Regions from separate parts of the Sus scrofa genome. Here regions 2, 3 and 4 are each linked to region 1. A link is a contact called in public Hi-C, HiChIP or PLAC-seq and promoter capture Hi-C data. All regions are on one chromosome and are shown on one strand. The core of a region is the stretch at or near the end of the contact, and the rest is flanking DNA. Distances in the headings are between cores, read along the strand shown. Region 1 holds the start of PARL (presenilins-associated rhomboid-like protein, mitochondrial). Region 2 holds the start of KLHL24 (kelch-like protein 24). Region 3 holds the start of EIF2B5 (translation initiation factor eIF-2B subunit epsilon). Region 4 holds the start of YEATS2 (YEATS domain-containing protein 2).

Region 1 (4,654 bases), core at 1,230-3,729:
AGCCAACATTTAGGAAGTAGAGCCAAGCCATGGAGGAGAATGGAGTCTTGGTGACCATCTGGAACACTGGATCCTGCCTCACCAGAAGCCAAGCCTCACCTCTGGACTTTTTAACCACATAAACCAAAAAAAATCCCCTCACTGACTCGATCAATTAGAGCTGGGGACAGGATGCTTTTAGCTATAATATGAACTTCATCACACATTTAGGAAGCTTTTTTAGTTTTACACTTCTTTTTTTTTTGCTTTTTAGGGCCACACCCACAGCATATGGAGGTTCCCAGTCTAGGGGTCTAATCAGAGCTGCAGCTGTTGGCCACAGCCATGCCAGATCCAAGCCACACCTGCAACCTAGACCACAGCTCAGGGCAATGCCAGATCCTTAACCCACTGAGCGAGGCGAGGAATTGAACCAGAAACCTCATGGTTCCTAGTCGGATTCGTTTCCGCTGCGCCAAGATGGGAACTCCAACAGTTTTACATTTCTTAAAATGTAAAACCAACCAGAAAAAGCATGATAAATGTCTTCAACTGCATTGTTTGAGATTGAGCCCAAACCTCTGCTTTTTAACCATATCCCTGATTCATTCCTCTGTGATATAATTTTAGAACTTCTAGAAGTGAAAGCATACCTAATAGTTATATACAAGGAAATTCAGAAGTTCCTGGCATGGCCCAGGAGAAATGAATCTGACTAGTATTCACGAAGACGCAGGTTCGATCCTTGGCCTTGCTCAGTGGGTTAAGAATGGGGTGTTGCCGTGAGCTGTGGTGTTGACTGCAAAAACGGCTAGGATCTGGCGTTGCTGTGGTGTAGGCCAGCAGCTATAGCTCCAATTCCGATTCAACCTGCAACCTCACGGTTCCTAGTCAGATTTCTTAACCACTGAGCCACAATGGGAACTCCTATAAATGACAACTTTTAAAAACTGTGATGTTAATCATCAACGTCAATTGTATGTTTTTTCCAAATGCTCTCCAATTTTTACTGGAGGCTTCTATTTTTCCTTTACCCATGGCATATGCAAGTTCCCAGGCCAGGGGTCAAATCCCAGCCACAGCTGCAGCAACGCCAGATCCTTAACCCACTGCACCACAGTGGGAACTCCTAGACCTCCTCAGTAGACAAGTTTTTCTTTTCTTTTCCCTTCCTAACACATATCATTAATATACAACACCTGGTGCTTCCCAAGAGCTATATTCACTTTTCTTGCCTCCCAAACTCTACAATTTCAATTGGGATCTGGATTAAAGAATGAAATCAGGACCGCTGAAATCAATCACCACCTCCACCCGACCTTCTTTTCCATCTCCTCAGAAGTTTAAGACTTCTGAGTTGACAGGACTTGGCTAGGGTCTGGGAAATATAGCCTACAAACACTCCAGGTGACTTTAAGCAATGGCTCTACCACTCTGGAGCCTCAATTATCTAACATTCGTGTTTCTTGCTACCATCTACCTACCATCAATCGGGTGGATTCCGGGCACTTATCTAACTGAGGCAGAAATTAGGAAAGCTGAAACTCTGGAATAAAGAACAGTAAATAATTTCAGAACCCATACACATCAGAATCTTAGTTGAGGATTTCTCTCCTCTCAATTTAGAGTTGAATTATTCTAAGGCAAAAGCAGCCAATTACAGACAGAACATACTCTTCAAACAGCCTCCACTCGGGAACAGTCGAGTAGTTTTGTTTTCAAATCATCTGGAAACCAACTATTCCACTATCTCAATTCTTGAACAGAAAAGCCTCTCCTACAACTCCGCAAGCGTCAAAGTGATGCCCTCCTGCGATTCTGTCTTCCCTTATAAGGCTTTCTAAACGCTAAAGAAGGTAATTTGCAGTAAAACTAAGGTTTATGTAAAAACCGACGGAAAATAAAATCTTGACCCTGCCATTCGAGTAGGTGTGTTAAACTACTTCCCTTGCTGGCGGGATTATGAGGCGTGGCGCACGATCAGCCCTCGCCGATTACTGTCCCTCCCGACAGAAGAGGGGCCAGCGCGGGCTCACTGAAAGCTGGGCCGGGGCTGGTCACTATGAATCCGGGGCAGGATGGCGCGGCTAGAAGCGAGGACTGGATGGCGGCGAGAGAGGAAGTTGGGACGGAGAGAGAAGGGACGGATGTGCACAGAGGGTGAGCGGGGAGTGGCACGAGAGGCCCACACGGCCTCCGCCCCTAAAGATACACCTCCAAAGCCAGGGTCACCAGAGTCGAGAAGCCACGAGCGGCGGTCATTACCTGCGCCCGAGTAGCTGCGGCGGGGCCAGGCCCGCGGTGAGCTCCTCGCAGCTGCGGCTGCCTGCCGGTGGAGCCCATGCATGTCTGCAACCCCAGCCTCTACACGCCCAGCCACGCCACGCCATCTTCCCAACCTCTGCCCCACCATGGCCCGACCTTACCAACCCTTGCTTGGAACCACTTCCGGGGCGGAGGAAAAACCATAGAGCCCGGAGGAGCATCCTAGAGCGCCCTCGCGCGGCTGAGCCCAAGCCAGACCAACCCGAGGGACTGGGACCCGCCGGCTGGTTCTTCCAGTAACACCGGTCTGTACCTGGGAGGGCTGTGGGAGTTGGGACTGCCCTCCACCCCGCTTGCACAAAAGGCCCCGAGGAAAAAGAGAAGGGAAAACTGGTATTTATTGAGTGACGCCATGTACCAGGAACTTTACCTAAATTATTGCATTTAATCCACTTAAAGCACTCCAGAAAAAATATTATCACTGTCTTTACCATGTTTCTGAGGCCCAGAGGGAAGTGAGAGGAAGAACCAAAATGGTAACGGAAGTTTTCTGAAATTACTACTCTTTTTTGTGCATCTCACTATTTCATGTTATGATACACTGAAGAGGATCCAAACCTGACTTGAAAATCTGAATTGTAGATAAAATTTAGACTTCATGATCAGTCTTTGCCTCCCTGTCAGTCAGCTTTATTTCCTTCCACTCCTCCTTCTGACTGTAGCTGCAGCCATGCTAAGTCATCCGCAGTTTCTGAAAGGCATTGCTTTTCCAGCTCCTACTTCTCGAAAGTTCATATACCATCCTCACTGCCTGAAACACTTTTCCATTCTCTCTCTGCCTAACCAATCCTTCAAACCAACCTCAATCATCAGGTTTTTTAGGAGGCTGTAAGGGAGGAAAAGTTTCCCTCCGTTCTCTTAGGATCCCTGGCTGGGCCTGAAAATTAAACTGGCAAAGGCTAATAGGAGAAGAGCATGAAAATTTTGTAGACATTTTGCATGTACTTGGGAGTCTTCACAAGAGAATTAAGACCAGAAGAAGTGACTAGAGCTGAAAGTATTTAAAATTTGTGTAGAATTGGCAAGATAATGGGTCTTGGGTTAGGGGAAGACCAACTAGAGCTAGGTAGTCCTTATCTTCCTTAAGTGGGAAGGTAAGAGTTAGGTTAACAAGGTTTGTTTGCAGATTACACTGGTGTTTCTTGTTGAACAATAATATTAGTGATTATTAATAAATAATTATTAATGATAATCAGTATCAAGACTACAAAAAAAAACCAAGTGTTTTATTTGGGGGTCTTAAGAATTGCAATTTGAAAGACTGAAAAATTGAAAAAGTGTTCAAGGAAGAGAGAGTCAGGAGCTTAAAAAGGCAAAATCCATGTGGTTGTGCAAGAATTATGATCGACCCTGAAGCAAGAAAGGAAATATTTGTTCTTAAAGGATAGGTTCTCACCAGTTATTTTAGGATAAAGGTCCAATAAGTAAATAGGCTGCCATGAAGTATTTTAGGGTGAGAGTTGGATAATTATCTTGAGTTTCTGAAACATTGAGCAGATGATCTGGATTCTGGCTTTAAGACAATAAGATTCCATACAGGTTGAGACATGCAAAAGTGACCTCCTGGCTCCATTTTAGACAGCTCTCTTAGCCATACTGACTTTATTTTTATTTATTTTTTCTTTCACACTGGTCACTAGTCTTTGGAATGGTAAGAATCTGTCTCCATAAAAGGGGACATTTATTTCCTGCCTTTAAGGGAAAGGGGGAGCCTTTTCTGCATTTACTGCTTCTTAATTGCCTTCAGCTCAAAATAACTTTTATGTCAAAGAGTCATATTTGGGGTGAGACATATTTTGCTTTCCTTTAAGGCCATCCTTTTAGGCCTTCAGTCTGATTTAACTCTGTTTTTATACTGCTTATGCATATCACTATAATAACATGGCATTCATTCCATAAATACTTAATAAGCACCAACAGATGCCAGGCAATGTACTAGATCTGGGATGTATTTTAGAAGACACAATCTCTGACCTCACAGACATCCTACTCTCCTAGGGGAGAAAGGACCAAGTAAATAAACAGGCAAGTACAATACATTGAAAGAAGTGCTTTGGTCAGAGAAGCAGAAAGCTCTTTGGAGATTTGGAGGAGGGGGGAAACAGTGCAGTCAAAGGATAAGGAATGGAAGGAAGGGGATAAGGCGCCCCAGAGAAACTGATAGAGGTTACCAGGAGAAGAGAAGGGCCTAAATATTCTAGCATTTGTGATGTTTTTCCAGGGCATGACTTTTTTGAGAAACCAAAATAAATTAACTTCGCCTTAGTCATAGATGTCAATTCTGGGATTTGATTTTACCGTATTTGCAAGCCAATATGTTTGAATGCTGGCAGAAAACAGGAGACTCCTG
Region 2 (4,654 bases), core at 1,078-3,577, 250 kb before region 1:
GGATTTCAGAGGGTAGTCAGTTGGGAAAGGCATGTAAAAACAGTTGACCCTTAAACAACCAGGATTTGAATTGCACAGGTCTACTTATATGCAGGTTTTTTTCAGTAGTAAGTACTACAGTACTACACCATCCAGGGTTGGTTGAATCAGGGTTGATTGAATCTGCTGATGTGGAACCAGAGTTATGTAGGAACCGCGTATATGGGGGGCTGACCATAAGCTCTAAACAGATTTTCAGCTGCACAGAGGATCAGAGCACTTAACCCCTGTGTTGTTCAAGGATCAACTATAAACATGGGCAATTAGTGTGGTAACTGCTGGGAAGGAGGTAAAGATGGATTGCTGTGAGAAGACAGAGGGGAGACATCTCACGAAAAGGCAATGGGGAGGAATGGAGGGTTTCCCAGAGAGAAGACCCACAGACCCTCAGAACTAAGAGCAGGAGCTAGCCTAGTGAATGGGGTGAAGGGAAGGAGAGGACATAAGAGGCATAGGGAGCAGTATATAGATGCGAATGTCCTGGAGACAGAGCAAGAGTCCTGTAGGCAACCGTAGGAAGTTCACTGTGACTGGTGTTCAGGCTGCAGAAGCGAGCCCCAGAGTACATCAAGAAGAGCCTTAAATGCACTGCCAGAGAGGTGGGACTTTTATGACGCCAGTGAGGATCCATGGGTGCTGGAAAAATGAAAAGCCATACAAGAAAGGAAGTTGTATCCTGTTTAATTCATTGTTGAATAATAAATACATAGTCTTACTGACCTAAACACTAAATAATTATTTAACCAGAAAATGGATGATTGGAAGGATGGTGGACAGGGACGACAGCTTCCTTAATAGGAAATAGCCATACATTATACTGGAAGATAAATGTAAATACCAGAATAGCTCAAATAGTTGAAAGTGGCTGCTTCTGGAGAATTAAGAATGAGGAGGGGTGGGAGATGGACGACTGTCATACTACTAGACTTGTAATATTTAACCTTGTAAATACACTTTTTAGAAGGATAATTGTGTACCTATATTAATATAATTTTTTTTTAAATCTATGTGTCAGAGTTCCTGTTGTGGCGCAGCGGAACCAAATCCAACTAGGAACCATGGGATTGCAGGATCCAATCCTGGCCTCACTCAGCAGGTTAAGAATCCGGTGTTGCCCCGAGCTATGGTGTAGGTTGCAGACACGGCTCAGATCCTGCCTTGCTGTGGTTGTGGTGTAGGCTGGCAGCTGTGGCTTCAATTGGACCCCTAGCCTGGGAACCTCCATATGCTGCGGCCCTAAAATAAAAAAACTATGTGTCTATCTCAGCTTCACCACTTAATTGCTGAATGATCAGTGCCAGCTCTTTTATCCTCTCTGTGGCTTAGTTTCTTCATCTGTAAAATGGGATAATAAAACTGCCTTGCCGGGTTATTATGAAGATTAAAGGATATATGTGAAGAGCCTAGCAGTGGGTCTGGAGCTTAGTAGAAGCTCAATAAATGGTAGGCATTTTCATTTCTTAATAACATATGGAAATGAGGGCTAAAAAGCATGTTTAAAAAGCCTGGACACAAGCCTTCTTATATACACCTTTAGCCATTGGAACACATCCTCTTATTTAATAAAGACATGACTATATTCTTAAACTACAGAAGAAGAAGTTATAATTCTGATATCAGAAACGAAAAACTAGTTAAATGTTTCAAAATATGGAGGTGTACTCAGCCTTAAAAAAAATATTTCTGGAGACAAAAAAAAAAAAAAAAAAAAAAAAAAAAGCACAAAATAATGTCCTTTGGGGAATCTGCTTCAGAAAACAGGGATTTGTGACAAGGTTATCTGGTTTGCATGTACGTTTACAATAAAAAGATAACCCGAGGTGATACAGGTGACAGTGACAGATTTAAAAAGAAAAGTGGGTTCGTCTAGCTATCAGGGTTCTTGTCCTTCTCACCTCTCAGGCCCTCAGATCTCCTGACTGCATACCAAAGGATCAAATAAAAAGGTCTCTAAACCTAATCCCAAATTCTAGGGTTCTAAGAATTCTTGGTTACGTGCTTTTGCCTTGGGACGTGGCAATAAACACACGACTCATTTCTCACTGGGCTCCTCGCACAGATGCATTTCCTTAACCTATCTCTACCTAAAACAAAGTGTTTCCGAATCACCGGCTCTTAGACTGTTATCTTCCCACGCCCAGCACCCGACACCCACCCTACAACGGGAACCCCAAGTGGCCCCGGCGGCCACCCCCGGAATGAGAACTACATCTCCCAGGGTGCCCCGAGGCGGGGGAATGCCCACTCGGATAGGCCAGGGGTCCGTGACGCTTAGTGTTTTGGCCCCGACGGTCACATGTTTCCTTTGTTGTGAGCTGCGGGGAGACTGGTGGCTGGAGGAGACGCCGGCGCAGGAGAGAGCGCTGCGCCGCGGGCCGCTAAGGGACCGCTTGGGCCACCTCTGCTGGCCACTGCTGCTGGCCTCTTCCAGCCTTCTTCTTGAGGTACCCGGGGATGACAGCTCCGGGACCGGCCGAAAGGCGAGGAAACGACCAGAGCCGGGGGCGGAGGGGCGGCTGAGGTCACAACCACGGGGATGTCTGCAGGAGGGAAGCCAGCGGCGGCCGGCCTCTGGAGCCAGAGGAGGGGGGACTGAGGAGAGATTGCAGCTGGGGCTACAGGGCTCCTGTCTGGGGCGAGGCGACTCCGAGGCTCTCTTGGGGGGTCTTCAGCCCCGGTTCCGTAACAACACTATGAAAGAAAGGGCACCCCCGCCTCCTGGCACTACCGCCCCGGAACCGCGGCGTTGCTGGCGTGCCCGCCGGGGGCGGATTGGGAGGGGCCTGGTCGCCGGGGCTGGGGGCAGCTGGTGCGGATCTCCCCGCCGCCGGAGGGACTGAGGTAGCTGGCAGTGAGGGCGGGGAGAAGGGTCCCGCAACTTGCCGATGGGCTTCGAACGGACCACTGCTCTTTTTTACTCGAAGGAAGTGCCGAGAATGCGAAGGTATCAGGTCAAGCTTTCCCATTTGGTGGGGGCGACCGTTTGGTCCTGACGGGGAGGACTGACGGGGTCAAGGTGGGTCCCAGCGTAGCGGGCCAGAACAGCCCCGTAAAGAGTTGCGAAATGTGTGCGGCGCTGTCACCTGACCGTTACCCCCGCCCCCACCGTCCTGCGAGCCTTTGTTTACCGCCGCTCGCCGCAGGGCCAGCGCAGAGAACGGAGAACTGGGCCCTGGAGAGACAGTCCCTGGGGAGCCCGGGCGGGCGGGGGAGCGGGCGTTCCGTCGGCTGAGTCCCCGCCTAACCTCCCCACCTTCTCACCACTCCAGGCCTCGGTTTCTTAATTTAGTTCCTAATGGCCCCGCCCCCAGATTCTGGACGCTGGAGGCGAAGGCTGTTAACGCGGCGGGGATTGGGGGCCTGCGGCGGCTAGCGGGCGGGACGACCGGGCGAATTCCGAGCGTTTATTGGAGGGTGCCTTGTCGCTGGGTGGACGTGCCCAGGCACTTCTTCCCCGCCTCCTTGAAGGTGATCTGGAGGACGCGCGGGAGCGCGCGCGCTCGCCTCTCGTGCCGCCGCAGCACTAGAGGAGCGGGTGGCGCGCGCTCCCGCGCTGGAGGACTCGGGCGCGAGGCCCCTCTGTCTGGCCGTCCTTTGCAGCTCTGGGGCCCGCGGAGGACAGCAGCCGCGGCGCGAGATCTGAGGGCCGGAAAATTAGCCCCTTTTGACTTGCATGGCCTTAGCTACCCAGGTGGTGGAAAGAAAGTCCTCAGACGAATTAGTTCTTGCCTGTTCTGTAAACAAGGTTTAAGTAGTTTAAAAAGAGCCGTAACGCCACGTTTTAGAGTGCTTTACAGTCATCCCTGAGGTGGTAACTGTTCAGTTTCAGTGGGTTTTAATAATTAATGACTTATTCTCTTGAACAGCTTTAAAAAAATCTCATCTTAGTATTTGCAGTTACAGATTGTTTAGGTCGACCAGCTGAGGATGCTTTTTGTTACGTCCTAAAATAGATTAAAAAGCTGCCTCCTGTCGACTAAAACGTAAAATTAGAATTATATTTTTTAAAAAAGGTAACTTGAGGATATATTTTTTAAAAGTAAGATTCTTCTATATTTGGGTTTAGATGAGTTGCTTCCTTGTTTGGGGAATATAGCTCTCTGTTTTGTGATGACATTAATATCTACAAGAACAATCGTTTTACCAGTATGTGAACGATGCGGTTTTCCTAATCTTGTGTTAATAGGGTTCCTTGGGTTTTTAATCAGATTTTCTTTTCCTGTAAATCTGTAGGAATTCACCCAAGACAGTGCATTTCTGTAGGAGGTAGATCGAGTTCCCTGGGTGAACCAGGAATTGAATATGAACAGTTCCCATTGGGTATGCATTCTTAATTTATTTTTAAAATTCAAGTTCGGATGACTGCACCAGAAAGAGCAGCTTCTGTGCCTCATCGCTTGTGCATTAAAGGCATTTAACATTTCTAAATAAGTACAAGATGCAAACCTCTAACCTTTTTAAAACATAAAACCACCACTCGTGAGCCTGCTCATCCAGACAAAGCCTGTAACTTAGTCTCTAAACAGGAAGAAGAAATAATATTCTGATTTAGGGCTATCAGCTTTAATTTAAACTTTCCTGGCTTTTGTCCAAGTTGCTAAAACTTAGTGCTTTT
Region 3 (4,654 bases), core at 1,437-3,936, 250 kb after region 1:
AATTCCCCCCTTAAATGATTAATAATGGTAATAACTCGGAGTTCCCGTCGTGGCACAGTGATTAACGAATCCGACTAGGAACCATGAGGTTGCGGGTTCGATCCCTGCCCTTGCTCAGTGGGTTAACGATCCGGCGTTGCCGTGAGCTGTGGTGTAGGTTGCAGACGCGGCTCGGATCCCGCGTTGCTGTGGCTCTGGCATAGGCCGGTGGCTACAGCTCCGATTCAACCCCTAGCCTGGGAACCTCCACATGCCGCGGGAGCGGCCCAAGAAATAGCAACAACAACAACAACAACAACAAAAAGACAAAAGACAAAAAATAATAATAATAATAATGGTAATAACTCTAGGGTCAGGGTAGAAAGAGATAAGGGTAAGGAATTGTTTGTTTTTGATAGCTGTCATCTAATGTGTGTGAGGTGACAATTTTGTTGTAGTCTTGATTTGCACTTCCCTAATAATTAGTCATGTAAAGTATATTTCATGTGCTTGTTGGTCATTTGTGTATCGTTTTTTGAGAACTGTCCATTCAAATCCTTTACCCATTTTCGTTTTGTTGTTGTTGTTGAATCGAATAACTTTTAAAGCTGAAAAAGCTTAACGAGGAAGTTCCCTTCATGGCTCAGCTATTAACAAACCCAACTAGCATCCATGAGGATGTGGGTTCCATCCCTGACCCAGCTCAATGGGTTAAGGATCTGTGTTACGGTGAGCTATGGTTGTAGGTCTCAGACTCGGCTCAGATCCAGCATTGCTATGACTGTGGTGTAGGCCAGCGGCTATAGCTCCGAATCGACCCCTAGCCTGGGAGCTTCCATATGCCTCAGGTGCTACGCTAAAAAGCAAAAAAGAAAAAAGAAAAAAAAAAGATTAAAGAGTCCAGAAAGAGTTTCCCTAAGGCCCACCCACTAAAACCTTATCTATCCGGCTACCAGTCTACAGAATTACAAACCCTGGATTTACCTCTCACACTTTCAGAAGTGTCACAAGTCATTTAAAATTTTCTACAATTGGACCTACTTTTCATACTCTCATCACAGTTCCACTCCACCGCTTGTGCGTGCTCGCAAATTACTAGTCCTGTTTACTCACCCTTCTTGTTTCTTTTTTCCTGTGGATTTGTAGCACAGTCCAACACCTTCTACAATGTACACTCACTTAATTGAAAACTTTTACTGACTTGCCTTCTGCAGGCTAAAATTTCCAAAATTCTTAGGAAATGGTCTTTCACTTAACGCCATCATTAACTGGTAAAGGGAAGAAATGAGAGACTCCTTGGACCCACGAGGAGTGTGCCTGAGTACCACCGGTCCAGCTGCTGCCCCAAAGGGAAAACAACAAATCTCAGCCCTTCCAACCCCAAATCCTGACGTGCAACACAGCCCTCGGGTGGGAACAAATTGTGCAGAAACTTTGCAGGATGGTGGAATTCCAACGAAAAGAGTGAGGTACCTTGCAGGAAAGCTTCTTGCCCACCAAAGGACACCCAACCCGCCTCACCTCGCTTCCACCACATCCCCGAGGTCCCAAGCTTCAGCAGGCCTGGCTTACCAGCTCAGCCACTGCCTCTTTCCCCAAATGCTGCTGCTCCTCGAGCACCTTTGCACTTCTGTCACCAAGGTTTGCTGCTTACCTTGGGGATCTACTCAATTTTATAGTATTCTTGGGAGTTCCCATCGTAGAGCAGCAGAAAGGAATCCTAGTAGGAACCACGAGGATGCAGGTTCGATCCCCAACCTCACTCAGTGGGTTAAGGATCCTGTGTTGCCGTGACCTGTAGTGTAGATCGCAGACGCGGCTTGGATCTGGCGTTGCTGTGGCTGTGGTGTAGGTTGGCAGCTCTAAGTCCTATTTGACCCCTATCATGGGAACCTCCATATGCCGTGGGTGTGGCCCTAAAAAGACAAAAGACAGAAAAATAATAATACAGTGTTCTTGGACCCACTCCATGGGGTTTCAATAAATGCTTGACATGCTGAATGAATGAATGAAGATGTCAAAAAATAGTAAATTTTTGGCCATGCAAAACTTGGCAGAAAGATTGTAGAGCTATGACGTCTTACAGATTGGGTTCCAATACCAGTTCTTCCATCTACTAGCTGAATGAACTTCATCCCACTGAGAGTTCCAGAAATGTTTGTTGAATGAATGAGTAAAAGGTTCTCCAAGATGTGTGACGAAGTAAGTGCAATAACGCTTGTATCATTCCTGTCCACAATCAGCGCTTTACCAGAGTTACTACTCTCTCTACTATTCCGCGTTCTGTATTCACATAGACTGTTAGTCCCCTGAGGGATAGGAATGTCTGACTCAGTTCTGAATTCCCCAAGGTGCCAGGTCACATTAGGTGACGAGAATAAAGACGGAGGACCACAATTTTTGAGGTGCTCAGGTGGCTGGGGTGGGGGGGTGGCAGAGAAAATTACACATCCAGAAAGGTTCTGGCCGTTTCGCAAAGACCAGAAGTCTCATTATCCCGCAAGAACCTCAGCTTGCTCACGTACAAATGACGGCCGACTCTACTTGCCAATAGACTCTGCAGTCCATAGGACCCCAGGCCCAGGCGCCTCAACAGGTCACCTTCCGCAGCGCTGGGCCGCAGACCTCACTCCTCCCTGCCCAACCTCTGGGCTGAGGAAGACGCATGCGCACTCCTCTCTCCGCGGCTCCTCCCGCCCTTCCTTCTCTAGTCCTTCGCGTTTCGAGTGCTAGGTCTTTTTGTCCCTTACTGCTTGCCGTGTCAGTTTCCGTGCGGAAGTGGTGGCCGTGAGAGAAGAAGATGGCGGCTACTGTGGTGGCGCCGCCTGGTCCGGTGCCTGGTCGAGCCAACAAGCGCAGCGGCAGCGGACAGGGTGGCGGCGGCGGCGGCGGGGGGGCAGCCAGAGGGGCAGAGGAGGAACCGCCGCCGCCCCTACAAGCAGTTCTGGTGGCCGACAGCTTCAACCGCCGTTTCTTCCCTATCTCCAAGGACCAGCCTCGGGTGAGCGCCGCACGCTTGGAAGCTGCCAGAGGGCCTGGAGGTGGCGGGGCTATAGCAAGTTATCCCTTCGGCTTCCTGGTGAGGCGGGCTCTGGAAGGACTTGTGTCCACTCTCTCTCTCAGAAATCGGGTTTATCTGATTATGAGGAAGGCGAGGAGACCGTCTAAAGCCCTGACGATTGCCTGACCAAGTGAGTGGCTGGCAGATTTGAGCACTCGTCGTGCTGTCCACCTCAGGTTTGGGAGCTCTGCAAAGGGCTGATGCAGAAGCAGTGCTTGTGAGAAGCCTTCATTCTGGGATTCAGTGCCTCAAGAGGAGGCTGCGCTGGCTTTATGCAGAGGATAATAAGATCGAGTGATGAAAGGGAATGTCACCTCCTTTTGCCTCCAAAAGGGAGATCATATTGTCGTCCCCCCCCCCAAAAAAAAAGAGCAGACTTGTATAGTGTGGTTTTTTTGGTGTTTCGTTTTGTTTTGTTTTTGTCTTTTTGCCATTTCTAGGGCCTCTCCCGCGGCATATGGAGGTTCCCAGGCTAGGGGTCTAATCGGAGCTGTAGCCACCGACCTACACCAGAACCACAGCAACACGGGATCCCAGCCGCATCTGCCACCTACACCACAGCTCATGGCAACAACGGATCCTTAACCCACTGAGCAAGGCCAGGGATCAAACCCATAACCTCATGGTTCCTAGTCGGATTCGTTAACCACTGAGCCACGAGGAGAACTCCAAGTGTGCTTTTTTTTCTTCCCAGGTTTTAATGAGAGCCAATGCCATATGTCAAAAGAAGAACAGAACGGGTTTAATGGCTGGTTGCCAACATCCCTGCATTGTCTAGAAGCTGGGGAATTGGCCTCAGCTAGTCCTAGGGATTGCTGGGTCACTCAGCAGTCCCCAGTTCAAAGAAAGGGACTTGGCATTCAATTCAGGAAAAGTCCTCTTTGACTCTTCACTTCCTCCAAATAGTCTAATGACTGTTTATTTTGGACAAGTGATGGGGATGACTAGCCCTTGCCTCTTAGAAAAGGATCAAGAAAAGAAATTTTAGGAGTTCCCATCGTGGCGCAGTGGTTAACGAATCCGACTAGGAACCATGAGGTTGCGGGTTCGATCCCTGCCCTTGCTCAGTGGGTTAATGATCCAGCGTTGCTGTGAGCTGTGGTGTAGGTCACAGACGCAGCTGGGATCCCCACATTGCTGTGGTTCTGGTGTAGGCTGGCAGGTACAGCTCCGATTAGACCCCTAGCCTGAGAACCTCCATATGCCGCGGGAGCGGCCCAAGAAATGGCAAAAAAAAAAAAAGAAAAGAAAAGAAAAGAAATTTTGTAGAGAAAAAGGCCTCAGTGGTGCTTAAATTTCTGGAGATATGATTGATCTCTAGTGTTACCCTTTGTCAGGAGTAGTCTCCTGTTCAGTACCAGCTCTGTGTCTGATGCTAAGCATGTAGATTCCATGCTTACTATGTCTGAACTGCAACACATTAGACTGATGTTTAGAGCATGCCATGAACATCAAAGGCAGGAGCCTGATTACTTTTAAATAGGAAAAATAAATTAAAGCTGGTGTTTAAACACACTGATAGTGGAGTGAAAATTGTGGATGAAGAAGGGGAAGGAATGGTACCCAGAAGGCCTTCATGGATTCAATACTTCAAACTTTTTTTCATCTCCTACC
Region 4 (4,654 bases), core at 1,329-3,828, 180 kb before region 1:
TCCTCCATCCCTTTTCCTCTTATGACCTGACTTGGGGGCACTTTGGCTCTTGCTGGGCATTTCAGTGCTGGCCATCCTTGGGGTATTGGCCACATTTTCTAGCTATTCCCTGCTAATTAATCCACCACAAGGCCTGACCTCTGGTTTAGGATCACCTGGCCCCTGGCAGAGTACCCACTGCCCTGGCCATGGCTCTCAACCATGCTACTTTCTGCTTTCCTGGCAGAAGTCATACAGAGAAGTCTGGGTTTCTGGCACACCATCCTCAAATCATGGACATGCAGCAACACTACCTCAGATTCCTCTTTCTCCCTAATGCTACTGTCTGCTCCTGAGCTCTAATCAAAGTGAGACTTCTGCTAGAATTGGGCACCCTTCTAAGCTGGGCCAGGGGAAGTGGGCTTCTAGTCTCCTCCATACTTAGCTGGATATGTCCAGGGTTAAAGCCCCAAAGTAGGACAACACAGACACTCAGGCTGACTACTTACCCTACCTCTTCCTCCATGAAATTTATTTTTATCTCTCCAATTTCTAGTCTCTCTCTGGGTTTTAGCTTAAGGCTCAGGGAGTCATTTCCTGGCCTTTCAGATTGGACTGACTGCAAATTTCACAAGTTCAGGAACCGTTTTGTTCATTTCTGACCCAAGTATCTAATATAGTGCTGGCACAGAGTGCCAGGACACAGAATAGAAACAATAAAAATTTGTTGAACCAATTATAGCTAATCTGTCTTTACCCCTAGAAGACCTGAAAGTTAGGAGGCCAAGAGTGACATTTATAAACCCCTCTATTCCCTTATCATGGAGGGCTTAGGAGTAAGTTCCTGGCCCAGCTCTTCATCTACCCATGCATTCAACAAATACTTTTTGAGCAGTTCCAGATATGGCACAGTGGGTTAAGGATCTAATATTGTCTTTGTGGTGGCTTGGGTCGATGATAAGGTGTGGGCGCAAACCCTGGCCAGGTGCAATGGGTTAAGTGAGTTTAGTGGGTTAAGGATCCATTGGGTTAATACAGTGGGTTAAGGATGCAGTGCCACAACTGTGGCCTATGTTACAGCTGCAGCTTGTCTGGGAACTTCCATAAGCCGAAGTGCAGCCAAAAAAGGCGGGGGGGGTGGGATTTAAAGAAAAACAAATACTCCTCAGAAAACTAAATATAAAACTGCCATATGATATAGCAATCCCACTCCTGGGCATATATCCAGACAAAACTACAATTCAAAAAGATACACCCATATGTTCACAGCAGCACTACTGAAAATAGCCAAAACATGGAAACAACCTAAATGTCCATCGACAGATGAATGGATTAAGATGAGGTACATATACACAATGGAATACTACTTAGCCATAAAAAGACCAAGATAATGCCATTTTCAGCAACATGTATGCAACTAGAGATTCTCATACTAAGTGAAGTCAGAAAGAGAAAGACAAATACCATCTACCACTTGTATGTGGAATCTAATATGTGGCAAAATGAACCTATCTATAGAACAGAAACAGGCTCAGGACATGAAGAACAGACTTGTGGTTGCCAAGGAGAGGAGAGAATGAGATAGACAGGGAGTTTGGGGTTAGTAGATGCAAACTATTACATTTAGAATGGATAGGCAGTGAAAAGTCTTACCGTATGACACAGGGAACTGAGTCCAATCTCTGGGGTTAGAACATGATGGAGGATGATATGAGAAAAAGAATGTGTATATATATGTGTGTATATATATATATATCTAGGTCACTTTGCTGTACAACAGAAATTGGCACAAAATTGTAAACCAACTATAATTAAAAAATGTAAAAAAAAGCTTTTGAGTGCGCATTATGTGCAGTGCACTGGGCTTGCTATTGGAGACACAGGAGTAAATCCTTTAAAACATTTTTATTAAACATTAAATACATCCAAAAATTGATAACATATACATAAGTAAAAAAAATATATAAAGCGAACTCCCTCTAAACCTTGGTAAATCCAACGATAAATCTTTACATAGTGAGAATAGATTGAAGGGGACAGAAACAAATCTCTGGAGACCAAATGGGAGGCTACAGAATCCTCAGGAGGGGAGATGATGGGGTCTATGGCAGGGTAGGACAGAGAGAGGACAAGGCAAGGTTGCGCTTAAGAGATATTTAAGCGGCAAACAATACTTTATGGATTGTTACTAGTTGTATGACCCAGATAAGTCCTCACCTTTCCCAGACTCAGTTTCTGCATCTGTAAAATAGGTTAACAACTATAGCTATTTGTATATCTAGCACAAAGCTTGGTACAAGCACACACACAAATCATAGCTACTGCTGTTACTGCTATGTTAGCTTCATAATTGCCGGGAGAACGAATATTCTGTCTTTGGGCTGAAACTCGCTATCTTCCTCTAAGGAGTAAAATGATACACGGTGATGCCTTTACCAGAACCCGTGACTATTCTCCCCAGACAGAGTGGCCGCGCGGGGCAGTGCCGAGCAGGGCTGTGCGGCGGCGGCGGGGTGAGAGTCTGGGTCAGCTCCAGCTCCGCCGCGGCGCCGGCCCCGCCCATAACCCTGCGAGCTCCGCCTCCGGAACCGCGCGCGCCGCCGCCGCTGCCGCCGCCGCAGCGCGCGCCCCGCCCCGCCCCTGCTGGTGACGTGCGAGCCAAACGGGCCGGGCGGGCTCCACCGAGCCGTGTGCTTCCTCGGGTTCTGGGGTCGCCGGGGCCTCGTGGCGGGGCGGCTCCTCGGGGGCTTGACCTGCCCCCTCCCCTCCCCCGTGCCCTCTCGCGGTGCCCGGCGGGGCCTGCGCTTCAGCCGGAGACCCGGAAAAAGGGTGAGTGTTGGCGGGAGCAGGATGGGACCGCCTTGCGCGCGCTCCGCTCTCCGGGGCATTGTCTGGGCGGGGGCGGCGCGGGCACGTGCGTGCCCCTCCCCCACTCCGCCGCGCCCCCCGCCCCCGGCTGAGGGGAAGGAGGGGGCGGGTGACTGGCGGGGAGAGGATCCGGAGGAGGAGGTTGGGTCCGGATGAGTGTGTGCGGCGGAGGCGTCTCCGAAGCGGGAACCCGGAATTTGGGTGTGTGGAGATATCTTTTTCTTAGCGGCACCGTACTGTCTCAGGGGATAGCGGTCCCTTGAGCCCCAGTGGCCGGAGCTTTTAGGGTGTTAAACGCGGTGGCCTGTGATGGGATTGGGGATGAGATTTGGCCCCAGGACAAGCAAGTTGTGGATTTATTAGCAAGAATCCTGGAATCTCTCTCCAACCTGTCGCCTTCCCTACTGTTCCCCTCCACCGTGAAGGATGAACAGGATGTAAAAAGGTTGGAGGATATTCCGGGGATGATGCCCGAGTTTAAAGCACCAAAGGTGTGAGACAGTGCGGGGTTGGAGTGGAAGGCTTGGGAAAATGAGTACTCGGAAGAAAGGCTGGTTTGGTGGGTTGTGGCCAGATTGCAGGAAACAATGAGGTTTGTATTATAACCTTTTTCTTTTTTTTTTTTCTATTATGAAAGTAATTATGTTAACAAAAATAGCAAGTAGAGGAGGAAAATATCACCAGTAATTCTACAGCCCTGACACATCATTCTTAGAGTTTTGATATATGTTTGCTAGTATTTTCTTTTAAGCTTATAACAGTTAAGGAGTTTTAACTACAATTTTCCATTCCCTTTTCTCATTAACATGTAAAATGTGATGTAATAGCATGTAGTGTTCAGCAATATAATTTGCTCTTAATAAGCAGGGAGCACGTATTCATCATAGAAAAATTTAAAAACACAGGCAAGAAAGTGAGGAAAAGTACCCTTGTTTTTACTGTCTAGAGATATTATCACTGCATGCATATATTTGGCTGTAAATGTTCTAAGATAGGAGCAGGTGAGGGAGGCTGTTTTTAGGATTTGGGTTTTTATGAGAACCTTTGAAGATTTTAAGGCAAGTAGCATAATCTGACTACCGAGAAAGAGGGCAAAAGTGGAAGCTAGGCGATCAGTTAGTTTACAGTACCTTGGACTAGGTCCGTGGAGGTGGAGATGGAGGAGAGTAGAATGATTAACAGATATTCTCGAGGTAGAATGAACAAGACTTGGAAATGGATTGGTGAGGGAAAGGGAGAACTCTGCTTTTTGATAATTGTTTTGAGCAACTATGAGTAGATGGAGGCATTTACTGAGAAGAATGGAGAAGAGAAATTTGAGGTGGGGGAGACCATGAGTTCCATTTGGGGGTTATTAAATTTGGAATGTATACTAAATATGAAGTAGGTATGTTGAGGCAGTTGGACGTGCAGGTTTGGTGCTCCCACAAGAGAAAGCCTAGAGCTGGAGATAAAAAAGATTGGCAGAGTACTCAGTATATAGACAATATTCAAAATTATGGGACTATAGGAGATAACTTAGGGAAAGAGTGTAGGTAGAGAAGTGAAAATTGAGTGAGGCTTAGGCACTCTAATGCTTGGAGGTCTTGTTGAGGAAGAAGATTGAGCACAGGACAGAAGAAACAGCCAGTGGCATAAGAGGAAAAGCAGGAGACTGGTGTCATGGAAGCCACGAGAGAACTTCTGGAAGATGGAGACTTGCTCTGTCAATGCCAATGAAATTTTTAATGAGATACTCAATTGGATGTTATTAGTTTGGACATTGGTATTACTATCCGGAGTTCTAGAAGTGGGAGGTGTAAACAGA

The links. Promoter capture Hi-C pulls out the DNA fragments that hold promoters and counts their contacts. A called contact is a pair of places that touch in the nucleus more often than the background predicts. HiChIP or PLAC-seq counts read pairs in DNA pulled down with a chosen protein or histone mark.
Region 2: a Hi-C map of embryonic fibroblasts shows a contact between it and region 1, with 2.2 times the contacts expected there. The contact joins the promoter of KLHL24 here to the promoter of PARL in region 1. A contact is called at or near these places in 3 of 47 Hi-C or Micro-C datasets (embryonic fibroblasts, fetal heart ventricle and skeletal muscle).
Region 3: an H3K27ac HiChIP or PLAC-seq map of alveolar macrophages shows a contact between it and region 1. The contact joins the promoter of EIF2B5 here to the promoter of PARL in region 1. A contact is called at or near these places in 1 of 5 promoter capture datasets (liver) and 1 of 2 datasets of contacts at active chromatin or transcription factors (alveolar macrophages).
Region 4: a promoter capture Hi-C map of fetal liver shows a contact between it and region 1, with 3 times the contacts expected there. The contact joins the promoter of YEATS2 here to the promoter of PARL in region 1. A contact is called at or near these places in 2 of 5 promoter capture datasets (fetal liver and liver), 2 of 47 Hi-C or Micro-C datasets (embryonic fibroblasts and liver) and 1 of 2 datasets of contacts at active chromatin or transcription factors (alveolar macrophages).

The regions. Positions count from the first base shown.
Region 1 is chr13:121,811,200-121,815,853 of Sscrofa11.1, forward strand. It overlaps PARL (presenilins-associated rhomboid-like protein, mitochondrial), which reads right to left and starts at 2,480. Exons shown (of 10, transcript XM_021069926.1): 1 at 2,410-2,480. The coding sequence starts at 2,465.
Region 2 is chr13:121,562,521-121,567,174 of Sscrofa11.1, forward strand. It overlaps KLHL24 (kelch-like protein 24), which reads left to right and starts at 2,328. Exons shown (of 9, transcript XM_003132561.5): 1 at 2,328-2,483.
Region 3 is chr13:122,057,722-122,062,375 of Sscrofa11.1, forward strand. EIF2B5 (translation initiation factor eIF-2B subunit epsilon) reads left to right here and starts at 2,687. Exons shown (of 16, transcript XM_021069943.1): 1 at 2,687-2,980. The coding sequence starts at 2,780. LOC106507270 (a long non-coding RNA gene) reads right to left here and starts at 1,761. Exons shown (of 3, transcript XR_002337773.1): 1 at 1,634-1,761.
Region 4 is chr13:121,635,245-121,639,898 of Sscrofa11.1, forward strand. YEATS2 (YEATS domain-containing protein 2) reads left to right here and starts at 2,579. Exons shown (of 31, transcript XM_021069912.1): 1 at 2,579-2,808.